3 separate regions of the Sus scrofa genome follow, and all the other regions are linked to region 1. The links are chromatin contacts, called in public HiChIP or PLAC-seq maps. All regions are on one chromosome and are shown on one strand. The core of a region is the stretch at or near the end of the contact, and the rest is flanking DNA. Distances in the headings are between cores, read along the strand shown.

What was found. HiChIP or PLAC-seq counts read pairs in DNA pulled down with a chosen protein or histone mark.
Region 2: a contact with region 1 is called in an H3K27ac HiChIP or PLAC-seq map of skeletal muscle. The contact joins two enhancer-like sites. A contact is called at or near these places in 1 of 5 promoter capture datasets (liver), 6 of 47 Hi-C or Micro-C datasets (adipose tissue, embryonic fibroblasts, liver and 2 more) and 1 of 2 datasets of contacts at active chromatin or transcription factors (skeletal muscle).
Region 3: a contact with region 1 is called in an H3K27ac HiChIP or PLAC-seq map of skeletal muscle. The contact joins the promoter of RHOBTB3 here to the enhancer-like site in region 1. A contact is called at or near these places in 17 of 47 Hi-C or Micro-C datasets (adipocytes, alveolar macrophages, embryonic fibroblasts and 9 more) and 1 of 2 datasets of contacts at active chromatin or transcription factors (skeletal muscle).

Annotation. Positions count from the first base shown.
Region 1 is chr2:102,266,121-102,269,709 of Sscrofa11.1, forward strand. All of the region lies in intron 3 of SPATA9 (spermatogenesis associated 9), which reads right to left. Among named protein-coding and RNA genes, the nearest start is that of SPATA9, 19 kb to the right of the region's middle. Within about 2 kb of position 1,576, at least 31 of the 83 cell types and tissues checked have an H3K27ac peak or open chromatin away from gene starts, as enhancers often do. A contact at or near this core is called in embryonic fibroblasts, fetal skeletal muscle, liver and 2 more, where this site is marked.
Region 2 is chr2:102,364,486-102,368,074 of Sscrofa11.1, forward strand. It overlaps RHOBTB3 (rho-related BTB domain-containing protein 3), which reads left to right. Exons shown (of 12, transcript XM_003354222.5): 7 at 3,039-3,151. Among named protein-coding and RNA genes, the nearest start is that of RHOBTB3, 32 kb to the left of the region's middle. Within about 2 kb of position 1,611, at least 5 of the 83 cell types and tissues checked have an H3K27ac peak or open chromatin away from gene starts, as enhancers often do. A contact at or near this core is called in skeletal muscle, where this site is marked.
Region 3 is chr2:102,332,930-102,336,518 of Sscrofa11.1, forward strand. It overlaps RHOBTB3 (rho-related BTB domain-containing protein 3), which reads left to right and starts at 1,818. Exons shown (of 12, transcript XM_003354222.5): 1 at 1,818-2,439; 2 at 2,622-2,847. The coding sequence starts at 2,438.

The DNA of each region.
Region 1 (3,589 bases), core at 326-2,825:
AAAAATTGGTATATGCAAGCAGGAGAAATTACTCTTTCTGTTTTACTACATCTTTTTTAGATTTTTGTCCTTCACCTAAAAGTAATTAAATTGATTAGTTTCAAAATAGATATGTATTTGATATGTTATGCTTCTGAATGGTGAATCTGTATATTGCCTAAGGGTTACTTTTATACCATTTTAATGCTTTTAAAAAATACTTGCTATTCCTGTAAAAAAAACCACCCCTGAAGAAAATACATTTGCTCCAAAATTTATGTGGCTACTACTGGCTAAGTAGCCATTTTTCCATTTTATGACTCACTTTTAATACATGTTTTTCATATTATAAACCACAGTGTTTCATTCTTGGCTTGCTACAGGAACTGTATATGTTAAAAAGTGAGGTAAATTTGGTAAATGGGAGGCTTTGTCTAGATTGTTTTGGCCTATTTCACAAATTTAATCTTAAGCTGTTGTTACAAGAATTTTACATTATTTGCATTTTCAAGTTAAAAGTATTTTGATATCAATAGTATACCCATATATTCCTTTTTTGTAGTTGGTAATATTAACAAATAAGGTTATGTGGGTATTTCAACAGTAAAAGCGTTTCAATCTTTTAAGTTTCTCCCAAATAATGTTATGTTCCACTTCCCCCACATAATTTTGACTGCCTTGTCTCATAAAAGAACTATCTATAGTCATCTTCGTTTCACTAACAAAGAAATAAATCACAAAAAAAGCAAACCATAAGCTGTTTAAAAAAATAGAGATCCACCTACAGATAACCTGAAGGTTGGAGAATTACCAGGTCCAACTTAATGTTGTCCAAAACCATCCTGACGAGGGACATCAAAGGATTTATAGGAGACACTCTGCGATTCACAAATAAGTGTTGGAAGAAGCACTGACTGCTTTTATAGATCCAGGAAAAAAAAAAAAAAAAGTGTATCCTATAAGTCTGGGAGAACTACACGATCATGTCTCGCCTAGCAAGCCACAATACTCATGAAAGACTCCTAACAGTTCAGAGTAATCCTGGGGAATACTGCTCTTGAATAAGTTCTTAATCAGGTTGTCTTATAAAAGTTCGAATGTCCAAACCTCTTGGCCAACCTGCAAAAGTATGTCTTCAAGATTCGCAGGGTTCTACTTTCTAGGAATTTTCCTTTTTTCCCAGATCTTGAATTATACCATTGATGGCAGCCCCATCAAGGAGCTACAGAATTTCCTGATACTTGTGAGGTTTACAGTTTAAACCCCACACTGGAGTCTACCTTGGAGCGCTAGGGGTTGAGGAAGAAACTTTACTTAGATAAGCCTCCGGCCTTCATCCTGAAACAGGAGAACACAAGTTCACTGGGATCCATTTAAGGCATAGGCAGTTTTAAGGCTAAGAGTTTTCTCTTCCTAGCTGTCTCTTTCCTATGCCATCCAGAGTGTCTGCACAAAGTAGAAACAGATATCTCTAATGCCATTATAAGGAAGAGTCTATCACAGGAAGAGCTCCGGGTCCTGTGGCCCTGTGTGGCCTGCCAAAGTCAACAACTATGTCTGGGAGCTGACGTGTCTTGGCTGAGGTCAGCATTCAAGTGGATTATCTAGGTCACTGCAGCCCAGAACAACTGCAAGCTTCACTAAGCCAGGCAGCTCATGAGGCTAAGCAGATGCAGCATTCTGTAAGTACTAGTGCTGGGGATACTGACAACCACCAGGAAAGTTTCAGTGTTCCCTTCCTAAGGCCACTTATAGAATGAGTGGGTATATCACAATAATCTCAGCTCTGCAGAATAGGGAAGGGTTTAAGGAGCGACCTGTTTTGGCACCCATATAGCCAGGCACAAACGAAATCTCTTTTAACAAGATAGACAGTTAAACAGGCCTGACCCCAACTGCCTGTGCTCATGTCACAAGCCACTGGAATCTCTTCAGGCTATTTGTATTGGTTGAGGCTCTGGGCAGTTCATATCCGGCACAATATCATTAAATATGCTAAAATAAACAGGACATGTTGTACAGCTGAGCATGCAACCAAAACAGCCTATTTAGATTGTCAAGGGAGCTCCTGCGGCAGCATCCATTCTCTAATTATCTTGAGAAAACCAAAACTGTATACATCATCCCAGACCACATCAAAGAACTGAAACACTATCTACTTATAGGTAGTGTCCTAATGATAATGCCCCTATATCCAAGTCCTTGAGGGAAATAATCTGCCTGACTGGCATCACCAGCTACATGGTATCCAGCAGAGTCTGAGTACAACCACTTAAGGTGTTCTAGATAGAAACACACCTTTCCATCATTCACTATCCTCAGATCAGTGATTAAGATAGAACACAAGATCTCCAACACGTACCTTCTATAGGTTAACTAGGCTGCTTACTTTCCTACATGAAGCAATGCTCTCCATGCATCCACAAAGCATATCCCCTGACACAGTAATTGCAGATTTCACTCCACACCACAAAATTCCATCCTGGCACAGGCAGCCTGACAAGTCTTAAAGGAATTCATGCTGGAATCCACTCTGGGTAAGGTGAACTCTGTGCTAAGCCACTTACCTCTCAGCACACTCTGGTATCAGAGATACATTCCATTCACAGACCAATCCACTGATGTCCATCACACCTCATCCATTACTCTGTTGTTTCTTTGATTCTCCAGGCCACTGTCTTCACTATTCATACTTATATTTCTGTCCTGAGACTTTAAGACTTGAGGTGTTGTTTTCTTCCTTGCTACAACTTAGGTTCCTCTCACATACTAACCAAGAGAAGCTTCTTCCTCACTCCTAACCCTCAAGGACGCCAGAGGCTCTGACCTGGGACTATTTCCACTTATCTCACTTCAACCATATGAAACTGCTTACATTTCCTAAACAACTCATGCTCTCTTACCTCAGTGTCTTAATATACACTGTTCTGTTCCTGGAATGATTCTCCTACTTCTTCACCTGGCTAATTTTCCTTTCCGTCAAGTCTCAGATCCAGTATCAGATTCTAGAAAGCCTACACTGCCAACTCTTAGGAATTGTATGCTCCTTGTTGATGCTTCCATAGTATACCTTGCACACTTTAATCACTATGCTCTGCTGACGAGGCTTATTTGCCTATCAACCTTACAGTCCACAGGACACCTATGACTCCCTAGCACCTACACTCATTATTTTAACAAGTCAAATTTTCAGTAAATATTTACTAAGTAAATGAAAAAGTAGAATTACACCTCATTTCCCCAAAGAAATTTAACCATCTTATAATTTGTAAAAGTATATTAAGAAGTAAAGTTGAAGGACATCTGGTTCCAGCAACATGGCAAAATGAGCTAGTGAAGAACCTTTCACATCAAAAAACAAACAAACAAAAAAAAAAAACTAGAGATTTCATATAAAATCAACCCCTGAAAATTTAATATAAAATTGAATTTATAAAACATGAAAAGAAGGAAGGAAGGAAAGAATCCACACACACCCCATATCAGGAACAAACTGGGAACTATAAGCCAAGCAGTAAGTGTGAACTAATGTCCCAGGAACTCTGGGGAGGTTACTAGACCCTGAAATAATGGCTGGGGGCTTGAATTCTAATAAAGAGACTGGATATGA
Region 2 (3,589 bases), core at 361-2,860, 98 kb after region 1:
AGCCTGGGAACCTCCATAGTCTGTGGGAGCGGCCCTAAAAAGAAAAAACAAAACAAAACAAAAATAATATCTGTACTCTTCTTTAACATATATGAGTGTAGACAGTCAAAAATACCTGCATCTACTGTTTGCTGCATGCCACTGACCCTGGGTTTTGATAGTAGAGGAAATGCTTAAAGGAAGAGCAGTGGTCGTCAACACTCAGTTCACATTAGAATCACCTGGGAGGCTTTTAAAATTGCTATCTGGGCCCCAGCCCCAGAAATCTAATTCATTTGGGCTGAGGATGAGACCTTCTCCAAGGGCATTTTTTAAAAAGATCTCCAGAGAAATCTCATGCACAGCTAGAAGTGAGAATTGCTGGCATAGAGTGAAATTTCTTGATCTGGGCTCCCTTGGCTTCTAAGGATTTCTTCTACTCCTGACAAGTTTTTTTTTTTAATGACCAATTCTATTAACTTTTTTTGTTTGTTTTGGCTGCAGCATTCATGAATTCCTGGGCCTGGGCCAGGAATCGAACTCATGCCACAGCTGTAATGAGAACCACAGCAGTGACAATGCTGGATCCTTAACCCACTGAGCCACTAGGAAACTCCCCAGTCTGGACATTTTTATACATTTTAATATCTAGGTGTGCATGGGAAATTTTCTGGTGTAGTGATCTAAAGAATTTATCAGATTGTGAAAAGAGAACATGACTTTTTATTTTTTTATTTTTTTTATTTTTTTTTGCTTTTTAGGGCCATACCCACAGCACATAGAGGTTCCTAGGCTAGGGATCAAATTGGAGCTGCTGCCACCGGCCTACACTACAGCCACAGCTACACCAGATCCTAGCCTCATCTGAGACCTGCACTACAGCTCACGTCAATGCCGGATCCTTAACCCACTGAGCAGGGATTGAACCTCATCCTCAGGGATCCTAGTTGGGTTTGTTAACCACTGAGCTGTAAAAGGAACTCCAAGAGTACATGACTTTAGTTAAAAATCATTAATTAAAGAAGAGGAAACAAGAAGCATAGACTTGTTCTAGACTGCCGACCTTGGAGAATCCAGGGAGGAAGGAGAGCTAACAGTGAAGTCCAAAAGAGAATAATCACACTGGAAACTATGTCTGGTCACTTGTGATGGAGCATGATAATGTGAGAAAAAAGAATGTATACATGTATGTGTGACTGGGTCACCTTGCTGTGCAGTAGAAAATTGACAGAACACTTTAAACCAGCTATAATGGAAAAAATAAAAATCATTATAAAAAACAAACAGAAAAGCAAAAGAGAGTGATCAAAGGTGGAACGACACGGTGATGTGCTGGAGGCTGCTGGCACCAGCTTGTGAGAACTGATGGTATTTATCTCTTCCCAAGCCCGTGTTCTGCATTGTCGTTATCAGTTGAGTTTACCCCACAGAAGAGCACATACCTTAAATCAAGGCTCTCTTCCCCCCTCCCTCCCCAAGGATACACTTTAGTATTCTTGAAGGGCAGGTAAGGAGAAGTTTAAAGATATGCAAGAGTGCCAAGAGCTGCAGGGCTCAGCTGTAATGAGGCCTGAGAACAACTGGACTGTCAGTCTGACTCCAGAGGAGCTTTGGATCTCCTTGTACAGCCTGGCTGCAATTGCCTCATCTCACTGGATCAGTAAATGTTTGTTATGTGCCCTCTCCACTCCCCAGTGCCCATGAAGCCATCTGGCAGAGTTCTGGATACAGGAAGGGAAAGATCAGAAGAGATAGATTGGGAGCAGATGGAAAAGGATCTCCAGTTACCCAGAGAAGTCACGTGGCTTGCCTAAATTCACACCAGTCATTAATGGCAGAGAGAGAACTAAAACCTGGATCTCCCAACTGTGCCTGCCCCCTCTACACCTTATATCTTATATTTTTAGGAGTTAGATCTTTCTATAAGCCATAGGATGGATCAGGGTGGTCTCTCTCGAAATACACTTTGGGAAACTAATCAGTGCTCATAATGACATGCACTTGATGGAGAAAAGGCCTAGGGAGCAGGGGGGCTGGATAGGAGACTGCTGAAGGGCAAGGGAGAGGTGTGTTTGGAGAAAGAGGGAACTTTTGCTGATCCTGGAATAGGAGTTTTGTAAGACACAGAGGAAAAGAGGCTGACACAGTGAAGTGAGCCTAGGAAAAGATAGCTCAAAAGTGGGTTGGGGAGTTCCCGTTGTGGCTCAGTGGTTAATGAATCCCACTAGGAACCATGAGGTTGTGGGCTTGATCCCTGGCCTTGCTCAGTGGGTTAAGGATCTGGTGTTACCGTGAGCTGTGGTGTAGGTCGCAGACGTGGCTTGGATCCTGTGTTGCTGTGGCTGTGGCGTAGGCTGGCAGCTCCGATTAGACCCCTAGCCTGGGAACCTCCATATACAGTGGGTGTGGCCCTAAAAAGACAAAAAAAAAAAAAAAAAGACAAAAGTGGGTTGGGATGAAAACAAGGGAAGGGGGAACCGGTAGGATGATTTTTTTCCTACCGGTTGTGTAGCTCATCAGAAAATTATCTAGCTCATCAGAAAATTATCTAGCTCCCTTCTCTAGGGAAGAGTTCTCCCTTCTGTAGAGTTGGCTATGGAACATCCTAAAGTGACCCTGACAATGCACAAGACCTTCTGAATGCTTTCTGTTCCTCTGCCCGATAGCCACTACTCTCCATGGTAGCTAATATTTAATCCAGCCTTAGAAAGGACCACATCTGCCTCTTATTCAGGGCAAGTAAGTAATCTGGATGTTGGACCACTTGTAGTGATAACTCATGTTCTAGCCACTGCTGTTATCACTAGCTGATCACCTCTTACAAAGAGGTGGCAGCTGTTCAGGAAGAAAATACCAGGTTTTGAGAAATAATTTACGTGAAGGTAAACTTTTTTTAATGTGAGTTTAATTTTAGTGTAATTACAAGGATATACATTTGGTAAATAAAAATCAAAAAAAATCCTAAAAAAAAAAAGGGAACATTGACACCTAGTAAAAGATTTGTCTTTCTTACATTCTGGTTTAACAGAAAAATCCAATAGATATTAATTTGTTTACAGGTGCCTTCCAGTGGGAAGAATTAGAAGACGATATCAGAAAGAAGTTGAAAGATTCAGGGGATGTTACAAATGTAATTGAGAAGGTTAAATGCATTTTAAAAACACCAGGAAAGGTAAATTAGTTTATTGTAAGTTAGTTTACTTTGACTTTCTCTGAATTATAACTAATGTACTATGATGAATATGCTATTGAGTCACGAGTCAATAATGTTTTCCTTAAGAATATTTTTTGAGGAGTTCCCGTCGTGGCGCAGTGGTTAACGAATCTGACTAGGAACCATGAGGTTTCGGATTCGGTCCCTGCCCTTGCTCAGTGGGTTAACGATCCGGCGTTGCCGTGAGCTGTGATGTAGGTTGCAGACGCGGCTCGGATCCCGAGTTGCTGTGGCTCTGGCATAGGCCAGTGGCTGCAGCTCTGATTCAACCACTAGCCTGGGAACCTCCATATGCCGCGGGAGCGGCCGAAGAAATAGCAAAAAAAAAAAAAAAAAAAGACAAAAAAAGAATATTTTTTGAAAGGATATAATGAACTTCTTTGCAGAACAGACACT
Region 3 (3,589 bases), core at 568-3,067, 67 kb after region 1:
AAACAAAACAAAACAAAACACACACACACAAACATAAAACACAACATTTGGGAATTCCCTTCATGGCTCAGTGGAAACGAATCTGACTAGCATCCATGAGGACACAAGGTCTATCCCCAGCCTCGCTCAGTGGGTTAAGGATCTAGCATTGCTGTGAGCTGTGATGTAAGTTGGAGACGAGGGTCAGATCTGGCGTTGCTGTGGCTGTGGCAGCCATCAGCTACAGCTCTGATTAGATCCCCAGCCTGGGAACCTCAATATGCCACAAGTGTGGCTCTAAAACAAACAAACAAAACATAAAATTTACCATCTTCATTTTAAATTATACATTACAGTAGTTTCAACTATATGCACCTTGTTTGCAACAGATCTGTGAAATTTTTCATCTTAAAAAACGCAAACTCTGTACTCATTGAACTCTCTCTTTTCTTCTCCCCTCAAAACCACCATTCCATTTTCTAAGACTTAACTCCCTCAGACACCTCATGTAAGTGGAGGGATGCACTCTTTGTCTTTTTATGACTACCTTATTGCTCTTAAGATTCCTTCATGTTATATCATAGGACAGGATTTTCCTCTTTTTAAAGGCTGAATAATATTTCATTGTAGGTATATACCACACTTTCTTTATCCATTCACCCATTCCAGTGTCTTTGTTTTTAACTTGTGGTTATAGGAGGGGATTGATGACCCAAGAGAAAGTGATGTGATACTCTTCGATATTTCAGGTGATTTAGGTTCTAAAGACTAAAAGAGAAATTACACTGAGTGAAACGGAAATGAGATTTTTAAAAAACCAGTGACTACATAAAGAACACCTCCTATTATACCCTATCTAAGCATGAGAACTATGAAAGTCCTTTCAACTGAGCAACTAGGGCCCATAATAAAACGCTGTTCACATTCCAAGGGCCTCTTATCCTAGTCTTTTCACTGCCCTACTCAGGACCTCCTGTTTCATACCCTCAAAATAGCCCTGTTGAGAAAAGACGCAGCAACATTTTAAAGTAGGGCTAAATAAATAAATGGATAAACAAGACCTCTTTCAACACGGAGCACTTGCAAGAATTTTCATGTTTATGTAGAAGCAGAGCCCCAGAGTAAACTCTGGCCCTGCTTGGAATTAGTGGATTCCAGGGTTCATTTGCATTGAGGTAGTTTGAGGCCCTTTGGGGACATTCACAACCTTTAGTTCAGGGCGTTATCATGAAAGAATCTGACGTATCCTTGCACTAGCATGATTATTATTTTTCAGTTGGTCTGAGGAGCTATTTATTATTAAACACGTAGCCATAATGTGTATGAAAAAATCTCCATGTGCACTAGCATTTAGCTTGTAAACACGTTAAACACCCACACATAACTACTTTCTAAAACTATTACAATAAGGAACCTCAACAGAAAACGCATAAACAAAAACCCTTGCAATTTTTGGTAAAAGATGCCAAATATAGCTTGGAGTCGTAAATAATTCACCCCCCCACCCGAAACGATATTAGCGAATTAATTGGTGTGTGAACAAAGAACCCTTTCTGTACTAGCGTGAATGTTGGCTTTTATTTATTTTTTTCTCACCAGTATGATTCTAGAAAGCAGCTGTAGTACATGTTGACAAAAGACAAAGCGGCAGACGTGGTAAAACACTTCTGGTCAAGGCCAAGAGGGGGAAAAATTGGGCTGCTTGAGCGGCCAGCGGGCTGAATCCCTCGCTTCCCTCACCTCTTTTTTCCCAGTGTTAAGGGAGCAGGGGCCTCACCGCCCCACCCCCCTTTCCCTGGCTCTGGTTACAGCCTTTCGAGTTGAACAAACTTGCTGCAGGCGGATTGGCGATCGGGAGCTCTCGGACTGGGGCGTTGTATTTATTAATTTATACTCTGCCGCGCCCCGCGCAGACCGCTCCTTTGTATCCGGCCGCGGCGGCCCTGGGCTCCCGGGCCTCAGCGGGGAGCACGGCCCCCGCGTCCGCCCGACCCTCAAGGCCGGCACGTGCTGCTCCCGCCCGCCCGGCCCGCCCGGCCCGCCGAGGGGGCGGAGGCCCAGCTTTTCTCCTCACCCGCTCCGGGCCAGGAGGAGGAGGAGCAGCAGCAGAAAGAGGCGACAGCTGCCCGGCTGAGAGCGCGCGGCGGAGCGTGGCTGCGGCGTCCGGCGACTCTCGGCAGTGGCGGCGGCACGGCCGCCCGGGATGTTCCCGGGCACTTCCTGACTGGCTGGCAGCGCTCACACCGCCCCACTCGCACGCCCCCGGCCCCCAGTCTCGCTGGCTGGCTGGCTGGCTCTCGCGGGCCCGCTCTGCCTCGGCCGCGCCGCGGTGGAGGCGAGCTACCGGAACGCGGCCCGGGATGAGCTGACTGCGGGAAAATACGCCGCCGACGGGCCCGGAGAGGCAGTGAGGACCCGCTTTTCTCTGAATCGCCGCCCTGCCCTTGAATTTGAGATCATGTACGTACGCATCGCGGTCCTGCTATTGTGTCCCCCGCAGCGCGTGCGGGGCGCCCCTGAGCGAGGGGCTCGTGCCCATCCTCGCCTCGCGCTGTCCCCCACACTTCCTGTTCTGATGAAAGCGATCCTTGCGCTGACCACGCGCCTCTGCTCCCCCCCTCATTCCTGTCTCTGTCCTCCAGGTCCATTCACATCGTGGCGCTGGGGAACGAGGGGGACGCCTTTCATCAGGACAATCGGCCGTCGGGGCTCATCCGCACTTACCTGGGGAGAAGCCCGCTGGTCTCAGGGGACGAAAGCAGCTTATTGCTGAACGCGACCAATACGGTTGCACGTCCTGTGTTCACCGAGTATCAGGCCAGCGCGTTTGGGAATGTCAAGCTAGTGGTCCACGACTGTCCCGTTTGGGTAAGGGGCTGCAACTGCTTTGTTCAGATGCTGATGGAGCTTTTCTCCTCCCCCCCCCTTTCCCCTTTCATGAGTATGGACCTTAGGCGTCACCTGGATGGTTTTTAAACATTTCGTGGCACATCTTTGGTCCTCCGTTTCATTGGGCAGGGGCCAGCCTAGTCAGAGAACACTCTCAGAAGGTAAAAAGCCCCAGTGGCAATGTGAAGTGCCACACTTATCGGCTGTGGGGGTTGTCCCTTGGTAGACAGCTGACAGTTGAATGTCCCAACCCCAAGGGACAGGGTCACTAAGTTTCACCAGCAGAGAGCAATGTTTTTTCATGCTACCCAGTGGGTGATATAGTAATATTAGTGTTCTAAAAATAAAGCTCTCTGAAAGCTCAGCACAGCAAAAATACCTTTCACTGGGGCAGCTCAGAAATAGGACCCCTGGAAAGGAGGGGGAAAGAGGGACTGGGAATTAATTTTAAATGACTCATTTATAGCACTGTCCACCTTTGAAAAAAATTAGTGTTTTCAGTGTTAATAATGCAGCTATTCTTGTTATATCTAGCCATTTGTTCTGGTAACTCATAAATCAGAAATGTTACTAATACTGCTTTGGGATTTTAAAAAGCTTTGAAATTTGTGATAATTAAAAGAAGTTCTAATGAAGTTGATAATTCCTAGTCTAATTCTTGAGTGATAAACAGGGAAAGCAGTCTACTCCCCGACATGTGTAAATGTTTTCAGTACACACT